Regions from separate parts of the Zea mays genome. Here all the other regions are linked to region 1. Evidence: chromatin contacts called from public Hi-C data. All regions are on one chromosome and are shown on one strand. The core of a region is the stretch at or near the end of the contact, and the rest is flanking DNA. Distances in the headings are between cores, read along the strand shown. Region 1 holds the start of LOC100280709 (dynamin-related protein 1C). Region 2 holds the start of LOC103643901 (threonine dehydratase 1 biosynthetic, chloroplastic). Region 3 has its middle 9.7 kb from the start of LOC103643900.

Region 1 (3,071 bases), core at 73-2,572:
TATTCTTCATGGCTTCCCTAAGTGGTTCATCACCTACATCATCAAAATTTTCAAGTTCTCCTTGGGAGCCATTAGTCTCATCAAATTCCACATCATATGTTTCTTCCAACACGCCAGTTCCATGATTTAATACTCAATATGCTTTGGATTTTGATGAATAACCAAGTAAGAAACCAATGTCACAACGTCTTTGAAACTTCTCTAGGTGATGGCGTTTCTTGTAGATATAGCATTTGCATCCAAGCATCCGGAAGAAGGAGACATCTGGCTTTTTCCCATTCAACGGTTCATAGGGAGTCTTCTCAAGTAGCCGGTGAGGAAATAATATGTTTGATGCATAACATGCAGTGTTGACAACTTCTAGAGATGATAACCAACGCGCCGCCACCCCTACAAAATTCATGTACGCTACCCGCACCCAAAGCTGAGGCTCAACTGAATACATATCGAAATAATCCTGACTGCGATAGATCCACAGTTTTGGATTCTCGCCGTTAAACACAGGAAAAATCAGTTTAGATAAGCGACCACGAACTTCACCACTTAGCCCCCCATGAGCATTGGATCAGTGCTCGGAAACTGAACAGACGTCTGATGTACAACTGGAGGAGAAGTAAACAAGGGTGGATTCATAGAGGTGAACATAACCTTGTCCGGGGAAGAGAGAATAGTCGTTACCGACCCAAGTCCCATCTCCCGGTTCCCTGATTAGAAGTGGTGCCCACAGGGCGAAGCGGCTGTGGATCTAGCCGGTGGACTCTCGGCAGCTGATGGAGCAGGCGCGAGGACGCCTGGCATGGATGACAGCTTGTCCATCAGCGCGCGCTCCCAGTGCTTGGAAACATTTCCGACTTCCAATCGCAAATCGTCGACGACTCCCTCCAGGTTCTTGCGCCAATCTTCGAACAGGCCCGTGGTCTTCTCTAAGGCGCTGATACGTCCTTCCTGCGCCACCACGAACCCTTCTTATGCCCCCACGAGTGTTGAGATCGCCTTGTCTTGTGCAGCGAGACGTCGATCCCACTTGGGGTCGTTATCGGTGAAGCGACGTACGATCTCGTCGAGGATGATTTGTGTGTCGGGGTTCATGATGACTTGACGACGGTGCAACCTGGCGAAGTGCTCGTGATGCGTCGATGAATCCAACGTGCGAAGACTCGATTCGCCATACATCAGTACCTTTGATACCAATTTATTAAATACCCGTTCAAAGGAAAATATCCATACTACCCGGATGGCTGGCCCCACCTCGGAGTCCTTCAAACGAAGTCTCTCACTGATTTGTTTTCCTTTTGTAACTACCCGCACAGATTCGGCTCAACAGGCAACAGCACCAGCGCTCGAACGCCGCGTCCAGGCAACCCATCCTTCCGACCCCGAGCGGTCGGTACCTCGCAAGCAAAACTACAAGCTCGCTTTTAAATTCTGTTGCTGCAATTATCTCCTCTGTTTCCCACTCGTAGATCCCGCCGCCTCCCGCGTCTAGCCGTCGACGAGCACCGCAGCCTGACACAGCCGCGGGCGAACCATCGCGTGCGGCCTCGCCCGGGATGGCGACCATGGAGAGCCTGATCGGGCTGGTGAACCGTATCCAGCGCGCGTGCACCGTCCTCGGCGACCACGGCGGCGGCGGCGGCGAGGGCTCCCTCTGGGAGGCACTCCCCTCCGTCGCTGTCGTTGGTGGGCAGGTACACACCGCCCACCACCTCCAGATCCTCCGTGCTCAGGAGCCAGGTCCCAGATCTGGCCAGCGCGCTAACCGCTAACGTTTGGTTGCGTTTTCTCTTCTGATGCCTCCAGAGTTCCGGGAAGTCGTCGGTGCTCGAGAGCATAGTGGGGAGGGACTTCCTGCCCCGTGGATCTGGTAATGCTGCCGCTAAATCACGCTCGTGCCGTTCGATTTGGGTCCGCTCGGGTGCTTAAGGATCCAATTTGTTCTTGATTAGGCATTGTCACGAGGCGGCCTTTAGTGCTGCAGCTCCACAAGACAGATGGTGGGCACGAGTATGCTGAGTTCCTCCACGCCCCGCGGAAGCGTTTCACCGACTTTGGTAAGACGATCGTTTTGCATTATTCATCTCAGCAATTTACTCGTTGTCTTCACTTCTGTTAGGGTAGTGTACTAAGATCACTGTCTGCTTGTTGGGAAGCTCATAGTTAGACTTAAATAAAACAGGTACAGATGGAACATTGTGCGTCATCCGTCTTTCCAGAGATTGGATGATATTATGTACTAAATGACTTAGTGATGTATGAGTTATGGTATTAATGTATGATGCCATTTACTATTACATGCTTCCAGTAAGGCTGGTTCCAGTGCACTATCCTCCTCTCACCCCTGCCACGTCAGCTCTCAGACTACATGCACAGCCTCCCTCTTGCCCCTGCCACGTCAGCTCTCGCCTCCACTCTCGCCCCTGCTGCTCCAGTGCACAGGCTGCAGCAGGCTACAGCCTCAGGCTATAGCCACGTCAGCTTTTCTATTTCAGAATTAAGTAATTCACGCGGATTTATTTCAACGCTCAGAAAACACACAACATAATATTTTTTATTGAATTAAAAATTACAAAGTACATAATAATTAAAATAGTGCACGGGAGAGTGAGGCTGAAACATCGGAGCGACGATGTAGTGAAGAAGACTCATCTAACGGAAGGGTTGTAGGTGACCCATCGGACTGCAAGAGATCCGTGAAGGTGTTCAAATCTGGGGACCAACCCGACATTGTGTGAAGAAAGGGGAGTTTGGAAGAGAAAAATGAGATGGAATGGTGTGTGGAATGAGCTCCACCCGGGTAGGGGTATATATAGAGGGATTGGGGATGAAATTTGTGATTTTTTGCAATTTTTTTGGACTCCAAACGGTCAAAAACGGCTAGTTGCAACGACTAGCACACGTGGACCAATCAGATCGCGACACGTGGACCAATCAGATCGCGCCACGTCGCTCTCGCCCGCGCTCTCGCCCCGCCAGTGCCTCGCCTCCCTCTCGCTCGCCTCTCGCCCGGGCGGGCGCTCCAGCGCGGGCGAGAGCGAGGCGATACCGCCCGCTCTCGCCGGGCGCGAGCGCCA
Region 2 (3,167 bases), core at 586-3,085, 130 kb before region 1:
TTGACATAAAGCAGTGTTGCCTATAGAGATAAGTTTAAATGATGTCAGGTTTACCCAGCAAAATGATCTAACTGTCGGTGATTATTATAATTCAATGATGGATAATATTGATGAAGTGACCGACAAGAGAGTGACAACCTTAGGAGAAATAGAAAGGGACAAGATCATGGTCGCTAAAGCTTACAACAAGAGGGTCAAGGCTAAATCGTTCCAGGTAGGGGACCTGGTATGGAAGACCGTCTTGCCTCTAAGGAGCAAAGACCAGAAGTTTGGGAAGTGGTCGCCAAGCTAGGAAGGCCCTTACAAGGTCACGCATGTGATGTCCGGTAACACTTTGTTGCAAACACTGCAAGGCAAAGACTTGCCCAAGGCATTAAACGAGAGTTTTCTCAAGCAGTACCATTCTAGTATGTGGCAAGATGCTTAAGAAAACCGATGTGATCACATCGAGTTAGTTGCTTTTGGTTCGCTCAGCTCCTCCAAAAGGCATGGGGCATATGTTGGGCACCAAAACTGGCAGGGCGGATGGTTCGCACTGGTGGCGCGGATGGTCCGTGCGCGCACAGGATCAGTTAGGGTTCCAAGTTTCTTGCGGGATTGGTTAGCTAGATCCGCGGAATTAGCTCGGGAGATCGCGTGTAACGGGTCCAGACCTCCCCCTCTATATATATGGAGGGCTACTGCCGATTGAATCATCAACAATCGAATCAATAATCAGTTTACATCTCATTTTTACCTTAGGCATTAGGAGTGTTCTAGTTTAGCCCTAGATTAGCCTTCCTCAACCCCAAATTCTCCGTTTCTCTTCGGCTCTACATCGATTAGAGGTGTCTAGGATAACCTGCCGACCCTAGACAAGGCCTAGAATCTTTCCTCCCCGACGAGGTCCCTCTCGAGAGCGAGATCCGGGCATTGTCGGTGAACTCCGCCGCCCCTACGCACGCGCGGACCGTCCAGCCCGTCAGACAGGGAACTAGCCTCTGCACCAGGTCGTGGACCGTCCGGCCCCTGGCCACGGACTGTCCGCGCTTCCGTAGAGAGCACCACCGCCAGTACTTAACGCAGTGATTGACGCCCGGATCGGCGTCAATAGTTGGATCGATACATGTGTGTATATATTTACACGATTGAGTGATTTTCTTAAAACAAAAAGGAGTTAAAGTAGAAAGTTAGTAAGGAATAGTTTTTTCCATCTAAAAAATATCGGGTGGAGGCAGGTTTTTGAAAACTTTAGATGCTCTTAGACCAAATCTAATCACCGATAAGAATATATCAGACGCCTGTTCGCTTGCTTCTAGAGTGTTTTATCTTTATAAATTGTAGATGCGTCTGATTTGACACACGTATTCCCCGATTTTCGTCGCACGCACCCGGATTTGGCAATGTTGATCTCGAACCCAGAACACAGAGTTTCGAGACTCGTCAAGTTATATTCGATGGTATGGCACGTGTGACGTGTTCCCAACGAGGATAGCGCCCTCCAAAAGTTGTCGCTGAACTGTCGAACGCTCACCGGCGGCCGGCACGGCCTCTGACTTCCAGCGAAGCCCGTTCGTACTCGCGGAGCCGCCGACGGGCCGGTCTCGTCGGGCTCGTGTTAAGCATGCCCGGCCCAGGCGCGGAAAACGACGGTAGGAAAGCTAAGGAAGAGGAGGGCGCGCGTGAATTTGCGGACGGATACGGGGATCCTGACGTCCTGATCCCGCGCGGGCCCCGGACTCCACTGCACCCCTCACGCCCGCCCGCCCGCCCCGCCGCCCCCACAGGCACGCGAGGCCCGCGACCAAGGTCCAAGCGTCCAAAGGTCCTGCTCTGCCCCGCGCACCCGCCACATCACACAGATATATAATATCATCCCGCGCTTGTGAGTTGTGACTTGTTGTGACGACGCATTAGGCTTTACCGGACTCCGGACGCATAACGAGAGGAAAACAAATCAGAGGAATTCGACGAGGGCACCAGCCACCAGCACCACCATGGCGGCCGCCTCCACCGCCACCGCCGCCTCGCACTCAGCCTCCTTCCCCGCGGCCTCCCTCCGCCACGACGCGCGCAGGCCCTCCTGCGTAGCCCCCGCCGCCGCCGCGGCGACGACGGCCGCTGAGACGGGGCTCACGGCCGTCCCGGCGCCGCCGCCGACGCCGATGTTGCGGGTGGTGCCGGAGTCGCTGCAGCGGGACAGCGGGTGCCTCGTGGCGGGCTTCCGGGAGCGCGGCGCGGGCGCGGCGGATGGGGAAGGGTTCGGGGACGCCGTGGGGGAAGGAGGAGGCCCCGGTGCGATGGAGTACCTCACCAGCGTGCTGTCGTCCAAGGTGTACGATGTGGCAATCGAGTCGCCGCTGCAGCTCGCCACCAAGCTCTCCGATCGCCTTGGGGTCAACCTCTGGATCAAGCGCGAGGACCTGCAGCCGGTAATCGACAACGTTGCGCAGCCAATCGTTTCCTTACGCCGTCACCTTTTCTTGGTTATGGACCTGGATATTTGCGTACTTTTATTCCAAAAAAAAACAGCACCATTTCTTGGAGATGCTGGGGTCTCGATGTTTCAGCTTCTACTTGTGTTAGTGGGATAGATTTGCACTCGCCAATGACCTTGTTCAGTGTCATATCTTGGGAATTTGGGGGTTTACCTTGGTACTGTCGTGTTGTTCACCGGGTTTCAACAGGATGCTTGGACTCGCAGAATCACGGGGATAGGTACTCAGACATTCCCTTTAATTCTCCACCTTGGCTTTGATAGGTTGTTGTCACGCTTTCTTCGAGGAGGATAGACGTTGCATGATATTTTGCACTTTTGACTCGTTATTTATTATCGCTGATACTAGGAGTACTGAAACCTCGAGGTGGCTGTTTTTTTTGGTAGCTTACAGTCTGAAAACTTGATTCCATAAGTCTATAGTAGCTTTAGTTTCTTTAGAATCTCAAAGCTCAACACGCTAGGCTTGTGAACTGCAGTATGATTGAGGGTCTTGATAATTTGTACCTGGTCTGCTATACTTGTTTTTTTCCCTGTGTTACTAGCTACAGCAAAAACCATAATGAAGGGACGTTATTTGCATGTTCTTTCGAGAAGAAGGAACACTTATACCCGTATCAAATATAATACGCTTTTTATACATAATAATAAAGTTCCTAATTTAATTTTGTTTGACTGTATTTAGTGTCTA
Region 3 (3,023 bases), core at 17-2,516, 170 kb before region 1:
GAGTGCATCAAACTATATATCATCTACGCCTCTTCTTGGATGAGAAGTCGAGCACTTCGCTTTGTCCTTTGTCGTTCATCCTCCATTCATCTCTCTGTATCTATCATGTATGCCTCTTCTAATGACGATGCCATCGGCTCCCCTTCCTCTGCTACATCTTTCTGGTTGGTTGGTTGTGGTTGGTTGATTTGGGACAGGGGGTTCCTGGTGATACTTTTAGCATTACTTTTTCAGTTAAGGTGCACTTGTTCTCTCGGATCAGTGCCATTGTTGCTCATGACGACTCTGTTTCAGTATATGAACGTTTGGTATCTATAACATGATAATTTGCCATGCCTAGAATACTGAATTGCTATACCATTATATGAAGTTTACTGTTACTGACATAAGGAGCTTGGCAAAAAAAAATGTTTAGAATATTTTGGTCCATGCGTGACACCAGTTGTCTGTTCACAATAAGCATACATATACTATTTACTGCAAAGCTTAGTTTATGGACATTGTGTACTTTATGTGAAGCTTAGTTTTGGTCCATATGAAGATGTTAGGATTGAACAGTCTGTGCTTTTGCAGTGATCTAGATTAGGAGGATCTCTAGCATGAAATTTATGGCAGGTTTTAGTTGTAGAATTTATTGAGATTATGGATGGAGATGGACCCAGCAGCGGACTTTTGGGGCGGGGCTGATATTTTTGGCCTCATACTATATCGTGCATTCTGAAGGAATCATGTAACTACTACTGATCATCGTTTTTTAAGAAAAAGATTCTTCAATTAACAATTTATATTAAGATATATGTTTAGAGTCTGGACTGCAGTGAAATACGCCTAGCCGCCTAATACAGCCAGGCAGTTTTGTACAAAATCATGTAGTGTTTAGGCCTTTGAGCACTCCAAGAGGTAACACCTTACACCTGTCAGCTGTGCTTTTGATTTTGTGCACCTTTTCAGGGTTGGAGAACAGAAATAATACCTCGTGCCAGTGGTGCTATGTTTCTGTGTTTGTTTACCTGTGGGTAGGATAGAGTGGGTAGACGACCCACTGGACCTGATATTCTGGTTTAGTTTATCACTGTACAAACAAAACACCTCCCTGTTTCAAAACGGTTCAAATGTCGTAAAAGGCTCGTGCTTTGGGCCGAGTTTGTCGCACCCAGATTGAATTATAAGACCTGGAGCCGCAATGTGGTCCTCCTCTGCTGTGTTGAGCGTGGGATGTGTGTCGTGTTCTGTTTTCACGGGGACCCGTTTTCACGTGCACGCCTCGGGCGTTGGCCGTTGCGCGTCCGAAACCAGGCCAGAAAGGTTCTTGCTTTCTGCTCCTCCAGCTCGGCGTGAACAGCCCCAGAATCAGGGTAGAGAGCTTTTGAGGCCCTGTACTGATTTGCCAGACTGGACGTGCTCTTCAATCTTTTCGTGCAACAATGAGGCTGACTTGTCTCTGTATCTCTCGCAACTTGCCTTACACTGTGTCGTGCAATTTGGATGCTTCGTCTGAAGAGGTCTATGGGTGAGATGAGAAGGTCCCGCTTGTTTTCTTATTAAACATGTTACGAAGATTCCATGAGTTCAAATCTTCACTTGCTGCACGCTTCCTACCATATATTCATATGTGATTTATATACCACCTGCTCGCGACGCCTCATGCATGGGACAAGAGCCAATATATTATGCTTGCCGTCGGCATTATACTGATTACCTCATATTCACACTGTTGTCTGTTGTTCGGCTTAAAAATATCATCACCAATGGAATCCACGCTAATGTTTTCCTTTTTTGTTTTTGCATTGCAAGGATTGTGATGATTGATGCTGAATTTTTTATTCCTCAGCGTACAGAACAGCATCACGCTATCAGGTATGGACAAAAGGTAGCGAAATATATACGCTATGCACTAGCATATTTATCATGTTCAACCAAAAAAATACTGTATGAGTAGAGGGTCATGAATCATTACTATATGATGCACGACACATCGAAAGAAGAGCGCGTCGACATACGCCCTCATGTAACAGCAACAACACATTCGTCCGTGTTCGTCAAGCTAGTTGTTGATTGACACTGTAACAACAACAACAACAGTGTCTTTACGGTATCCACATGTGCAGAAATAAAATGTTGTGACGTGAGTGTGCTCGCATCACACATGCAACAAGAGAAACAACGGTGGTGTCTTGGGTGCCCGCAACCTTATAGAGAGAGGTGCCAACGATGGCCCTCTCTAGCATGTCAACCCTTTTGTATATATAAACTCCTGCTAATCTACTAATCTAAAGGCTCATTAGTATTCTTTTAGATCATGATTGCCTCTTCGACATATATTCAACAATCTCTCATGTGTACAAGAGTCAATCATCTATGTGACTGTTCTTACCCCTTAAGTGTACGATCCATTAGCCACCCTTGTAATAGCTCAACATTTCACCCGATCTTCTAGTAAATTACAACTTGTGACTAAATCTTTAGTCATGTCATGATTAACTATTTAATCATATTGTCATGGTTATGAACTTTATTAATCTGACCATATTGAGGGCTATAGAGATCTCTCCCGTTATGTAGAAGCGACAAATTCCGTATTGATTCGCTCACATCACATCCTATGTTTCATGGTATATCCAAAAACTGTTTTATAACTACTCATAATATTCTTTACAGCAACATCTAAGTGTGTACATAACATGACATACATGATGGATCCGACCACGAAGGCATACAAAATAGCACTAATCCTTTTTCGCTCATTAAGTGTTGAAGGACACCGAGTATCGCTTAGTTAATGCCATTTGACATTAGGAAGAGAAACCTTTCTTAGAATCCTTCATATTGAATTGTTCCAATACCTTGTCAATGTACATACTTTAGTTTAATACAATTAGCCCGTTTGATCTATCTATATAAATCTTAATGCCCAAATGTAAGCTACCTATCCTAGATCTTTCATAAAGAGATTTTTTTAATGATGACTTCACATCTTTTAACATAGGAATATTATTTCTGGCCAACAATATGTCATCTACATA

Evidence for each region. A called contact is a pair of places that touch in the nucleus more often than the background predicts.
Region 2: a Hi-C map of leaf shows a contact between it and region 1, with 3 times the contacts expected there. The contact joins the promoter of LOC103643901 here to the promoter of LOC100280709 in region 1. A contact is called at or near these places in 8 of 25 Hi-C or Micro-C datasets (bundle sheath, ear, endosperm and 3 more).
Region 3: a Hi-C map of ear shows a contact between it and region 1, with 2.8 times the contacts expected there. The contact joins the enhancer-like site here to the promoter of LOC100280709 in region 1. A contact is called at or near these places in 7 of 25 Hi-C or Micro-C datasets (ear, leaf and tassel).

Annotation. Positions count from the first base shown.
Region 1 is chr1:274,675,257-274,678,327 of Zm-B73-REFERENCE-NAM-5.0, forward strand. It overlaps LOC100280709 (dynamin-related protein 1C), which reads left to right and starts at 1,323. Exons shown (of 16, transcript NM_001153628.2): 1 at 1,323-1,688; 2 at 1,801-1,864; 3 at 1,947-2,051. The coding sequence starts at 1,551.
Region 2 is chr1:274,546,168-274,549,334 of Zm-B73-REFERENCE-NAM-5.0, forward strand. It overlaps LOC103643901 (threonine dehydratase 1 biosynthetic, chloroplastic), which reads left to right and starts at 1,836. Exons shown (of 9, transcript XM_008667072.3): 1 at 1,836-2,411. The coding sequence starts at 1,977.
Region 3 is chr1:274,503,120-274,506,142 of Zm-B73-REFERENCE-NAM-5.0, forward strand. No RefSeq gene overlaps it. Among protein-coding and RNA genes, the nearest start is that of LOC103643900, 9.7 kb to the left of the region's middle. Within about 2 kb of position 1,267, at least 14 of the 20 cell types and tissues checked have an H3K27ac peak or open chromatin away from gene starts, as enhancers often do. A contact at or near this core is called in ear and tassel, where this site is marked.